2 separate regions of the Sus scrofa genome follow, and region 1 is linked to region 2. Evidence: chromatin contacts called from public HiChIP or PLAC-seq data. All regions are on one chromosome and are shown on one strand. Each heading gives the region's core, a stretch centred on a gene start, on an enhancer-like site or on the middle of the called end of the contact. The rest is flanking DNA. Distances are from core to core; before and after follow the strand shown. Region 1 has its middle 350 kb from the start of RUNX1. Region 2 overlaps RUNX1 (runt related transcription factor 1).

Region 1 (6,858 bases), core at 3,586-6,085, 530 kb after region 2:
TGAAGTAGAAGCAGGTACTTACATTTCCTGCTCCAGTATCCAACCTGCACAGCCTTAAAAAGCAGAATATCAGAAATAGCTTGGTATAAATTAAGAAGAGAAAGAAATGTTGTAAAAGGTTTGGGCTGGTGGCTCTTGACCCTGTTAGAGTGTGGTAGCAGAATTCTAAGGTGGTCCCACGATGTCCTCCCTTGGGGTACACACATCCTGTATATAATCTTATCCTCTGAATGGAGGAAAGGAACTGTGACTATGATATCAGTCCCAGAATCATGTTCCTTTATATGGCAAAGGGAAATTGTCTGAGGTGGGCCTGGCCTCATCAGGTAAGGCCTTTAAAAGCACGTTTCTCTGGCTGGTCCCTGAGGAAGAAGTCAGAGATATGGTCCTGCTGGCCTGGAAGAAGAAGCCACTACCATGCTAGGAACCACTGATAAGGCCTAATGGCAAGAAACAGATGAAAGGCATCCTAGGCCAACCCGTGGCAAGGAATGAGGACTTCGGTGCTAGGACCACAAGGAAATCAGTTCCACTAACAGTGAGCTTGGGAGAAGGCCCTGGGCTGCTGATGAATACCATGACACATCCACCATCTTCACAGCAGCCTGTGAAACTGAGCAGATAACTCCTCAATGCCATGCCTGGACATCTTGCCTATAGAAACTGTGAGACCATGAGTTTGTGTTAAGTCACTCAGTTTGTGATAATTTGTTAGGTGGCAATAGAAATCAATGCATATGATTACTTAGCTGAGTTCAGTTCTTAAAGGTTAAAAATATGAATACATAGACGTTACTGGGGCTAGGAGGCATAGCAGTGGGAGAAGGGACAGTTACTATTTAATCTGTACAGAGTATTTGTTGGGTATTATGAAAAAGTGTGAGTATAGATAGTGGTGATATATTTAGGTTCACTTACAAATGGTTAAAATGGTAACTATTATGCCCCAAGTGCGGCCCTAGAAAAGACAAAAAGCCAAAAAAAAAAAATGGTAACTATTATGGTATATATATTTTATCACAAGGTTTTTTTTAAAAAAAGATGAATAAATAAAGTGAAAAGGTTGTTGGATCATTCTCTTTCTTTAGTGATGGCCAGAGACATTCTTTTCAGATCTTAACCTCAGCCCTAGTCAAAATTAATTCTAATTAATTCAAAACATTCTTATTTATGAGACTAAATTATGTGTTTTTCAAAAATATTTTTCAATACTCAAAAAATAAATTCTCTATTAAATAAATGTTGAGTCTTGCTAACTTATGGATTTGGGGCAGTATAAATCAGTAAGGGTGAAAAATAGCCTGAATTCCATTCACCATCTTGAGCTTTGAAAGATAGGCAGGGAAGAGCTACAAATGCTGAAATGATGAAAGTGGGTGATAAAAAGATGAGCCAGAGAAACTTCCACCATTTTCCTTAAGCCCCATGACTCTTGGAATAGACTCAATGAGAACAAACAAGCCACTGCGGTAGGTGGAAATTAGGACCCATATGAGATGCAGAGAACACTGCCTTAACCGAGGACAGGAGAGGGGAAAGCCAAGTGCAAGGACGGAGTTTGGTCCAATGCCAACACCAGGTCCTGGCCCAGCCCTGAAGGCCCTGATGAAGCCAGGGAAGGGAGGCTTGGGAATAAACTAACCTGAGGCTGGGGTGGGAGCTGGGCTGCTCATGACTGAGCAATGAGGGTCTCCTCCACTGTGTCTTTTTAGAGGGAGAGGGTTTTCAAGAATACAACTTTCCAACGTGGTTCCCCTGGGTGTCGTAGAACTTGGCGGATCACAACGTCTTTTCATTGCCTGCTCCTGCCAATGGGGTTATCTTGGTACAAACCCATGGTCTGACGAGTATACAAACTGAACTTGCTCTTGGAAGGGGCACTTCTTCCCACTGGCGGCTCTTGCTTCTTTCACCATCTCCCATCCCCACAACGCTTTTCCCTTGAACACCTTTCATCTTGCTCTCTCCTCTTATCCTTAACCTTCCCCGTTCAGAACCCTGCCATTTATGAATAATAATAGCAATACTGAACCAATGTCCTTTATTGGGCATATGCAGTGTATTGACCCCACGTTCAGGACTTTGCACACGTCGTCTCATTTAGTGTTCACATTAGATTAATGAGATAAAAGCAGAAAGAGCTCAGAGTAGGTGACAGCTTATCCGTAGTCACACAGCCAATGAATGAGTGGGTTACAGTGTTGAAACTCAGACTCATTTGACTCCAAGGCATATGCTTTCAATTTAGGATGTCCCAATTCTATTCTCACAGTCCTACAAGATGAGTAGCACAGTGGGTGGGCCAGAGTTTCTTTCACGGCCTCTCTTTCCAGTAGGCTGGAAACTGTACCCTATGTCAGGGGTAGAAGGAAAGCAGGCATCTGTGTGTCAAAAGGAGTAATCAGAGAGGGGTACTTGACAGTACACAGAAATTTGAAAAACGCATACATGGTCACACAAATATCAGATAAAGAGAAAGATGAAAGGCCTTATGCCACTATGATAAGCAAACTCAAAATCAAGGCCCAATTCATTTGGTTGGTGTGAAGGCCTGTCCTCATTTACAACACTCAATTAGCATTTGGGAACAAAAACGACACACTAGACAGTTGTCCACAAAATACACACACACACACACACACACACGTATATTTTTTTTTCTGGAAAGTGCCTTGCTTCTCAAAGAATTTGAGGCATTTATTCTTGCCAGGCGCCCCTTAAAGTTTAGATCCCCTTTCACTACAGTATCTCTTACTTAAAAAGTAAAATAAAATAATGAAAGCTGTCTCTAGCTTCCACAACATCCAAATATTTTGAGTACTCACAGTATAAAAATATGTATAAAATATATAAACACATTTGTAACCCTAGTTCTGCAAAGGTCCTTTATCTCTCAGATATTTTGCAATGGTTTCCATAACCTGGGATACTGCTTGTAAAATTTATCTTGACAAGCTAACAGATTTTCCCAAAGAGTTGCCAAGAATAATTTTCAAGAAAAAATGGCTTAACCCAGTTTTTCTTGTGTATTCAGAAAAGACAGGATATACATTTATATCCCTAAGAAGCAAGTCATCCAACTTTTTTCCCAACATGAGTTTAAATGTTTAGAAGAAGAAAAATAACACAACCGAATTTTTAAACATGCAATTTTTGTTTTGCTCTAATTGTCCAGAATTGCTTAGTGATGGGGAAAAGAAACAACCATAAATTGCAAAATAGCATAAAAGTTAAAAAATTGTGTTATTTTTTCAAAAATAGCAAACTAATAGGGAATTGACATATTAAAAATTACATCTTCTGTGTCTAAAATTTTCAGAGAAAGAGTTATAGCTAAAACAATGTTTGACTAACCTGCTATTCTAAGCAGAAAATCTCTTCTTTAGTGTGTTTTAATGTAAAATTTTATAAAGTCTGACTCTAATCTTTTTTCTTTGAATGTTTTAATTTACATCTTTCTAAAGTATTTTTCTTTTTTAGTCCACATCCTAAATATTTATTGTTTTGTGATCCAATAAACAAACACATGTTGATGCCACTGACCCAAGTGAGACTTAAATTATCCATTCACAGAATATTCCTAAAAGGACTTGTGCTTTTTCTAACTGATGTTAATTTTGTCTCCTTATTCTGCCTTTCTAAGGACACTGGGCCTTGAACTTGTACTCTTCCAATCTGCTGTCATGACTTTTTCCTTCCTTGTTCTTCCTTTATTATATATAAAGAAACTATATATATATATAGTAGATTTACAATATTGTGTTAGTTTCAGGTGTACAGCAAATTGATTCATAATATACATATATATATATGTGATATTTTTAAGATTATTTTACCTTATAGACTGTTATAGAATATTGAGTAGAGTTTCCTGTGCTACATGGTAGGTCCTTGTTGGTTATCTATTTTATATATAGTAATGTGTCTATTTATTCCCAAACTATGAATTTATCTCTCTGTCTCTCTCCCCTCTTCTAACTGTAAGTTTGTTTTTTATAAGTCAGACTCGAAGGCAAGTACTTTGTGATAGGTGGAGAAAGAGGAAAAGTGAGTAGAACAGAACAAGTTTCACCTAGCCCTGTAAAAGATGCTCATCTCCATTCATAGAAAAAAATGTTTCCTGTGGAAAACTTCAAAGCAAATTCCATAGAAGTGTTGAGCTGGTTCATAGCCATCTGAGAATGGACTGGATAATAACTTTAAAGGAATTGGTAAGGAAGAGAGTCACTTGATTAGAGGTTTATGTACTGTGAGAAAACTGTCTCTACAGGTATTGAGAGCAGAAAATAGGATGAAACTCCAGAAGCAAGGTTGTTCCTTGTGGCAAAAGGTGCTACTAGCAATCCAGACTGTCTCCAGTCCCACTCAGCTATAATTCCGAGGGACTCGTAAGGAGGTTTGGATTCAGTTTGACTTTTACTGAGATACTCAGATGGGTTCAAATTAAAAGCCCCTGTTCATGGCAATTTCTTGAATTAGAGATCTGAGTAAAGAAGTAGCCACCTGGGCTCTGACAACTTCTGAAACAGAGTTGCTTTCAGAAATATCTGAGGAAGTTCAGAAACATCTGGACCTTTGGCTATCCAGAGCATAAAGGGTGTGCATGGGCCACAAGCAAAGCCAGGAAGAGAAAAAAAGAAGAACCAAAAGAAATGGTTTAAGAATATGATACTTTTTTTTTTTTTTCAAAAGTGAGGTCACTCTGGGGAACATCAGCAAGTTGCCAACATCCTTATTCTCTCTCTGGGTTTCAGGCCTGTTTTTCCCTTGGATGACAAACAGCCCTAGAGGGGCCAAGAACCTCTCCTTGAGAAGGGACTTTAGACATTTTACAGGGCGTAAGCATAAGCAAACCCCCAGGACAAGTGACCTCAGAGCAGGGTGAGGAGAGCGAGGCATTAGCCTGAAGCATAACATTTAGGGAAGAACCAAAAAAAGGTAGGGACATGATAAGTAATATTTCAAATTTTAAAAGGTCAAAATCAATGCCAAAACTCAAGATGAACGAAATACCAAAACTTTAAATAAAAACATGCTCAGGGTCCCTGATTTTTCCTTTTGCCTCAGGTTCGAGCAGGGCTCAGCATAACACTGTTACTGATCTTATTGTTATTTAGATTTTTGATATCTTGTTCATTGGGATTTTTCTGTATTTTGAATTTTAAAAATATTGTATTAAAGTGATTGTTCATGATGATTAAGGTTTTTGTGTCCCCTTCAGTGATGTGGTTGAGGCCATGCCTCATTCACCCATCCTCATCCAGGTCCTGATCACAGGGAAATAGAAGCAAAGATGAGATTCAAAGAAACCGCATAAGTGTGACCAAGGCAGAGAAATCCCCAGAGACCATTTTATATTAGAGATATGGTAATCCCTGATTTGCAACAGCCACCAGGACATCTGTGACTGTTTCTAAAATCTTCCCATTTGGGTATCCCTAAATTAGCTATAAATCCTGACATTCTAATAATGCAGGAAAGCAAAGCAAAAACAAACAAACAAAAATTAGCAAAAACACATAGTTAGAACAACATTAGAGAGGATTCTAAGCCAGTATCTTAACTTCCTTTTCAAGAAAAAAAATTTTAATTTTGTAAAAATCGGGTCTCTCTGTCATCTCCCCAATTCCAAGATTCTAGTGCATCTGTGAATATTTTATTAGGTGCTTGACTTTTTGAAATCACAGAGAGGAACCCTCCTTGTATATCCTACCTTCTAATTAGCAGAGAATAATCATTTTAAATGGCCTAAAATTAGAATTGTTTTCACCTTTGTTTCTACATACTTAAAAAAAAAAAAAGGAAATACTCCATAAAGTGAGAAAAAAAAAAATTCTAGCCACAAGAAGATAAGGTTTAAGTAAAGAGGGTCTATAAATATTTTGGCTAATTTTTCTAGGGCTTGAAATCTTAACTCAAAACATTTTACCCAAGATTCAGCATTAATATACATAAATGTGTAAAATATATAAAAATTCTAAAGTTCCTAGTTGTTGAATTGTTTGAGACCAATGATCAAAACTGAGTGATGGTGATTTCTCTATGCATTTTCCCTGTGGTGTGTAGGAAAGACTGTTCTGCCACCTATTGGCCTTCTGCGTGAAATAGATTTGATCACACCTGGAAGCAAGGCTTTACCTGGACTTGGAAAAGGTATCGCTTCAGCAAAGTCTGGTTCTCTCCCTCTGGAAAATGGCAGGGCTTCCTCTAAGGCCACGGCAGTGCCCCCAGTTCTCAGAGTTAACTGACTGCTTCCCTCAACTACGGTACACGGGGAAAGTGACCACGACTCGGGGGGGTCATTGGTGGCTAAACAAACACTGGCTGGCCCCACCTCGACACGCTGGGAGTCCAGGCTGAGTTCATCTCTGGCTCTCTGTCTGTGCACTGAGCATTTCGGAGGGGGATGTCCTTCTTCCCCCCAGGTTGTTCAGATGACAAATACCCCAGAGAACTGACGTCGTGGAGCTGACCACTTGGGCTAGCCCTGGGAATTCTGGGAATGTGCTCACCTCAACCTAGCTTCTTGACCTGGAATTGCCTGAATTCCTTAGAATGAGGCAAATATAGTTGAGGGTAGAAATGTCTAGGACCAAATGATGACTCTTGCTTTTCTTGTAGGGCTTATTAAATAGCCCTGACCACTACACTGTAGTTTCCTACAAGGGGTGGGTCAACTAATTAATGTTACCTGTATTTTTAGCACTGAAGTGACTCATGTGTAGCCCTAGACAGTTGACAAAATCTTCTTGGATCCGTCTACCTCCTGCATATCCCCCACCCGCACGATGTCACCATGTCTGACCATTCCAACGGCCTGTGGACAAGATCTTTCCAATTCTAGTCTCATACTCCTGC
Region 2 (6,254 bases), core at 316-2,815:
TCTTTACGACGTGGTAGAGGACACGGTCTGGCAGATTTCCTCTTTGGTTCTAAAATGAATGAACTAAAGCTGCTTTCCCTGATTGATTCCTTTCCAACTGATTAAGTAAATACTCCAAGTGGGATGACGCACTCGCAGATTTCATTGCTAAGATTTCTTCAACGTTTCTCAGCTGCAGCCATGAAACACTTTCTTATAACTGAAAATATCAGTGGAACTACCTCAACTGCAGATGTAAGCTGCCATCCACTGCTGCTAAGTCACGCTGCCAAAGAGAATTCCTCCTGCTCCTGACCTTCGATTTTCTGGAGGGCGAGGAGCATCCCAGAACGCGTGCTTAAGCATGAATTGTTCTGAACAACCCCAGGTGCCTTCAATGTCACCTCCCCTCTCTCCTGGGAGCTGCTATCTGGTCTTCCTTTGTAAAGGAACGGTCTAGATGGAGATACTGAATCCAAGAGGGAGAATTCCAAGGGTGAGATATCCCTGTAGGAGGCTGACGTTGTCAGGGAGAGAAAGGAGGGCAGGAAGGCAAAGGAAAGAAGACGCCTCAGCCTGCTGAAACCTTCACCAATATTTTGTAGGGGCCGGTCTTGTCAGCAAGCCCGTAAAAGCCGGATGGGCAGGTTTTCCCAGTTGCAGGCTGAACCCGAGGTTAGGAGCTGTGGTCCTGGACATGGGCCAGCACCCAGACAGATCAGTTTTGTAGAACAGAGAAAAACCCTTCCATGTTCAACCCCTGGCGATTTCTACAAGGTTTGACAATCTCCCGGGACTGGCAGCTGAGAAAAGAAAAGTCTTTTTTTTTTTTCCTCTACTCTTTCTTTGGAACTGAGCACCGAGCCCCTTGGAGGATCCACCAGACCCGTGGCTTTTTTGACAGAATGTGAAACTGGCACTGGAATGCTCGGATGAGCCAACAGCCAGGACCTTCCTGGGCCCCTGTGTGGCGTGTTGATGCCAATGACATAGTTTCAGACACATTTTCAAACACGGAAAATGAAACAGTGGAGAGTCTTTAATAAAATATTGTGAAACTTCTAAAGGACAAAATTCAGGGAGGACGCTTTAGACTAATTGTTAAAATGAAGGAGAATCATTTGCTCTCTTCCTAATGGGAAGCAAATTGCAAAAAAAAGAAAAAAAAAAGAAAAAAAAGAAAAAGAAAAAAAATCCTTGGCAGGCTTTGATGTTGACACTAGATATGAAAGAGTAAAATCAAGCTGTATTTTACAACTATGGGGAGAAATTATGAGACAGAGTCAAACTGGGCCTTTTGACAGCTCATTTTGTCTTGCACTAACAAAAGCAACAACAACAAAAAATCGCTCAAGATCACCAATACACGCAGTAACTGTAATTGGGTACAACATTCACTGTAGGTTCCTCTATTTTGGATTGCTTACTATCATGCGTGGGTAGCAGGCCCTGTTCAAAACAGATATTGTCCGTACATGGAGCATTTCAACTAATTTTCCTGCTCCAGGTTATCAGAAGACAGCCCAGCCTTGGTCGCAGCTATTTCACTCTGGGTTTTATGCAAACTCAAGGGCATACTGGCACGAATCAGGCAGCCAAATGCAAACAATCCACACCTTGGGGAAACAGTTCACTGTTACCCAAGTAAACACAAGCTCCTCTTAGTCACCCACTCAAAACAGAAATGGCCAGTGATGGACGAGAGACCAGCCTTCAACACCAGAAAAGAAAGCATGCTGCTTTCAAAATCTCACTCTTTATCACCACCAACCCCCTGGGCCTTGCCAGGAGGCACCACTGCCCTTCTTACAGGAAAACGTCGTTGGCATGGGCCATTAAAAAATTTCCCAACTTTCATAACCAAAACCTGTCCCGTGGACACCCACAGAGATGCATACTCTGATAATGAGTAGAAATCCATAGGAATTGAATTGAGATGGTTACTAGGCTGGGAGGTGTGGACGGGGCGGTCAGGCTTTTGTTTTTTATTGGCTTCTTAACCACTCTGCCAGCTACTCATATGAAGCCCTTGAGATGTTTTCTAAACACACATCTCTGAATCATAATGTGAATTCCACTTACTGAAAGGCAGGGACTTTTAATATAGCAAGTAAACCCATAGAATGACTTATGCTTGTATATCTTATAGCATCATTTGTGTTTCAATAAGTGGATATCATTTTCTTAACATTGTCCTATAATTAACATAATGATACGTGCTATGAACACATATTTTCAATCACGTTACAAGTTTTTGAAAATTTTCTCCACCTATGATTCTATTTTGAAAATGTCCCCGGCAGCTAAGATAGCACAAAAACAATAGCCAAAAAAAGGCAACAGTGCTTTTGCCCTCTTTCCTCTTGGACTAAACAAATTTCCCAAGAACATAGATTTTCTCATATTTCTGAATGTCTTTATAAAGAGTAATGATTACTCTTCTGTTTAAATGTCCACTGGATGTACTTTTAGTTTTTAAATACAGGAGCCACCTACTGTTATTTAGGTATTTGCCGTGTCTTTTTAATATACTCAAAATAACTTTTATTTGTAAACTTATTCAACACTATATTACAAAAATGAGATTTTCCAAAGAAATTATCGTATTTCCTTCAGTTAAACTGCTAGTACTTACTGCTACTTATAAAATATGACTTAGATTGTGTTTCAAAGAAAACACAATATTTGAAAATAACTGGAAAGCAGAGGAGTTTACAACAAGCCAAGATTCCTCTTTCTGCTCTAATACTCTGATAACAGGCATGGAGAGATAAAACTACACATAGAACGGCACTGATGAAATAGTTCCTGTGGATGGATAATCCAGTCTTTCATATTATTAGTATCTAAAATATTAACTGGGCCCAACCCCTCCTCCAAATAATAATAAGACATCCAAATTATATATAATAGGAAGGTCATATTGCCATCAAATTCACCAAACCAGAATGGTATGAACACTAATTCTTCCTATTTTACCATAAAAAATATCCTTACTTGAAACACATTTCAATAATCATACACTGCATATCCCTTAAAATTATTAGAAGTGTCATAAATAGTGCATGGATTCTAAGTTAAAGGCTTCCAGTCACTAGACTTCTGAAAATTATCAAAGAGAGAACCCCAGTTGCACAGTCCTGGTTTCTATGATGATAAGTTTCATATTTTTACAATTTAGTAAAGATCTGAGGCGTTTCCTTGAAATTCACAGTTCTGGTTTTCCAAGCTTCCAAATCAGTTTTAAGCCAATTCAATAAGAGAAAGCAATAACGTAAAGCTAGATTCTGTTAAAAATATTAAATTTTAAATAAATATTTTAAAAAGCTTAACGTAGCAATAATAAGGGGAAGAAATGACTGTGTTTCTAGGGGATCTCATCACAGAAACTTCTAGATGTTTTGAAATCTGGGTTTGTTGCCATGTAAATACTTGGTGTTTCAAGTTCAGTTTTGACAGACACATACCTCTTCCACTCCGACCGACAAACCTGAGGTCATTGAATCTTGCAACTTGGTTTTTCATGGCTGCAGTTGCATTTCTCAGTTCAGCTGAGTAGTTTTCGTCATTGCCTGCCATCACAGTGACCAGAGTGCCATCTGGAACGTCCCCCAGAGCCACCACCTAAACACCCGTCAAAGGACAAATGCAGACATCAGGCCTGTCAGAAACTTCGAGGTCACCTGCATAGCAATTATTCTAAAATTGAATGTATATTAAGTGATGCTTTTAGTTTGCAATGGAATAGCAATCAAAAGTCAAGCAAAACAACAGAGAAGTTATTAATGGCCAGATTTACTTTAAATTCCACTGTGTAAAACTATAAATGTTTAAATCATAAAACATTCACCTAACGAAGTCCCATAAGGTCACAGAGCATAATTGGAATAAGACTCACTATAACAAGGACTTTGAAAAGCTATGCCTTCTTATGGATACAATCATTGCTTCTTAATTTTTCATATGTAAGAAACAGAATGTCTTGTTTTTATCAGTTTCTAACCTAACCCATCTTTCCCTTGTCCACACCTCCATGACGGGCCGGATAGGGCTGATTTAGCCTTTTAGGTGCTTAAACTTAGACTTCTGCTAAAATTAACCTTGATGTCTTACATGGAATTGCTGATGATTCTTGAATGACTCAAACTCTCCCTTTGCAATTCTTTCATCCTTGACACCCCTACTCGATTCTATTATCTTGATTTTTCACTAGCAGTGAACTGTGGTATGCAAAAGGAAAAAAATCAGACATATACCCTTGGCTTACTACTAACTACAAAATCAACAGACCTCAGACAAGAGGGGAGCTTACTCTTATAAGCCCTCCAAATGCAGGAGAGGAACTACATCAGGCTAGACATATGTATATGTATAACCGATTCATATACATTGCTGTATACCTGAAACTAACTTTGCTGTACATCTGAAGCTAACACAACATTGTAAATCAACTATATTCCAATAAAATGTTTTTAAAAAAGAAATTAAAGGGTGGGACTACATCACATTTTGATATCTGTGAATCTCAGAGTTGTGTTAATTAGGACCTGACAGGTGAGCGAGGTTTTCTCCAAACCCAACTGATCTTGAAGAGGAATTCCTTTAAGGTAACGGAAGAGGAATGGATTTCCCATCGGGACTATTAAAGTAAACTAGTAAATAAATATTTTTGATACTTAGGTAAGAAAAAGGAAAAGCAGCCATTGCAAGGTAAAATGCTCTAAAGAGCGTGGTCTAGAGATGCTTTGTGCAGTGGAGTCCATTTCTTGGTTATCATTTGACCCTTCTGGGAACTATTCTCTTGGTCTAAACATTTATTCTTAGCTGTGTTCCCATTGCTTCTGTCTTTTTGAAGTGGTCACAGAATTTCAAATCAAAATGCCCCCAGGTCTCCTTGTTCCCATCACTTCCAATATCCCTTATGGTACTTTCTCAGTCACTTGTGAAAGATGTGCTAACCATTCCAATTACATAATGGTTTGGGGGGGGGGGTTGTTTTTGACTTGTGATCAGGAATCATTCTAGAGTGATAATTCCTCCTCCCATTTGCCACTGCCCCATATTAACATAATATTTGCTCTATAATGGGGGGGGGAGGTAACACCTATATTTCAGTTCTTTTTTTCTGTCTGTAAATAAGGCTGCCATAAGCTCCCTGGTATGAGAGAGAAGCCATGTTTTCCCTGAATCCCCATCTTCATTGCCTGCTTAGTCATCACCCTTTCTCTGTTGCATCCAGATTGTTTTTACATCTATTGTTTTTACTCCCTAGGATGCTTCAGCTCCTGGATTCTAGGGAATATGAAGGGGAAAAATGAACCAACTCACTCTAATGGGGATGGGGGGTTGACTTTCAACCCAGGACTATCCCGGGAGAATCAACTCTTCCAGCCAAGGTCAGGCATGTTCCTCATAGCTCTCATCCATCTCACACACTTATCTTTCCCATTCTTTCCATCCAAATTTCCTATAAAGGAAATTCTAAAACACAGCTTTTTCTTCCCCAAGCACCCTCTCATTGGGTATTTAGATCCCATGATAAGTATGTTTGTTGCTGTTTAATTAAGAGCAGTAATATGTCAATTCCCTTTTGGTTCAAAAACATGGTGGAATGAAATCTCCTGGATCAGTTCGTTATCGTTACCATTTTTTTCTATTCTCATAAAATATGCTTGCTTTCTTCTGCTCTTTTCAATCTCTAAAAAAAAAAAAAAAAAAAAAAAAAATCCTCCCCCCTTTTTTTCCCACTGTTTTCACTTCCCTCTGCAAAATTAGCTCACAATGTTGAAATGTCCTCCTTGAAAACATATTTTTACTTCCTCATCTCCATCTCCCTGTGATGACCTGGCGTCTCTATTTTAATTCAACATTCGGTAAATATACGGGGACCGGATCAACGACATGGTTTTCAAACTGAATAACTCATTGTTGGGACAAAATCTGTAAATAGGTTATAATAAATAAATCTTGTTTTTTACTACCAAAATATATTCTAAATCACCTTCCTCCTTCTGGCTCCTTATACAGTGTTCTACGCCTGTGCCTCGTTCATCTTTCCAAAACTACCCTCATCTGTAATAAGGCAAATTCATGAGACCGTCACCAGACACAAATAAACAGAGGGTAAAATAGTCATGGTGGCTAAAAAAGAAAAGGTTGTTGATGGAGGAATTAAAGACTAAAAATATTCTAAGTTTAACTCATTTTCTCTCTCTCTCTCTCTCTCTTTTTTTTTAAAATTCCAGCAGGAGTCAAAGATGTTTCGGGGCTCAAAG

The links. HiChIP or PLAC-seq counts read pairs in DNA pulled down with a chosen protein or histone mark.
Region 1: an H3K27ac HiChIP or PLAC-seq map of alveolar macrophages shows a contact between it and region 2. The contact joins two enhancer-like sites. A contact is called at or near these places in 1 of 47 Hi-C or Micro-C datasets (liver) and 2 of 2 datasets of contacts at active chromatin or transcription factors (alveolar macrophages and skeletal muscle).

Annotation. Positions count from the first base shown.
Region 1 is chr13:198,985,071-198,991,928 of Sscrofa11.1, forward strand. No RefSeq gene overlaps it. Among named protein-coding and RNA genes, the nearest start is that of RUNX1, 350 kb to the left of the region's middle. Within about 2 kb of position 4,836, at least 3 of the 83 cell types and tissues checked have an H3K27ac peak or open chromatin away from gene starts, as enhancers often do. A contact at or near this core is called in alveolar macrophages, where this site is marked.
Region 2 is chr13:198,458,231-198,464,484 of Sscrofa11.1, forward strand. It overlaps RUNX1 (runt related transcription factor 1), which reads right to left. Exons shown (of 8, transcript NM_001246252.1): 4 at 3,447-3,603. Among named protein-coding and RNA genes, the nearest start is that of RUNX1, 170 kb to the right of the region's middle. Within about 2 kb of position 1,566, at least 14 of the 83 cell types and tissues checked have an H3K27ac peak or open chromatin away from gene starts, as enhancers often do. A contact at or near this core is called in alveolar macrophages, where this site is marked.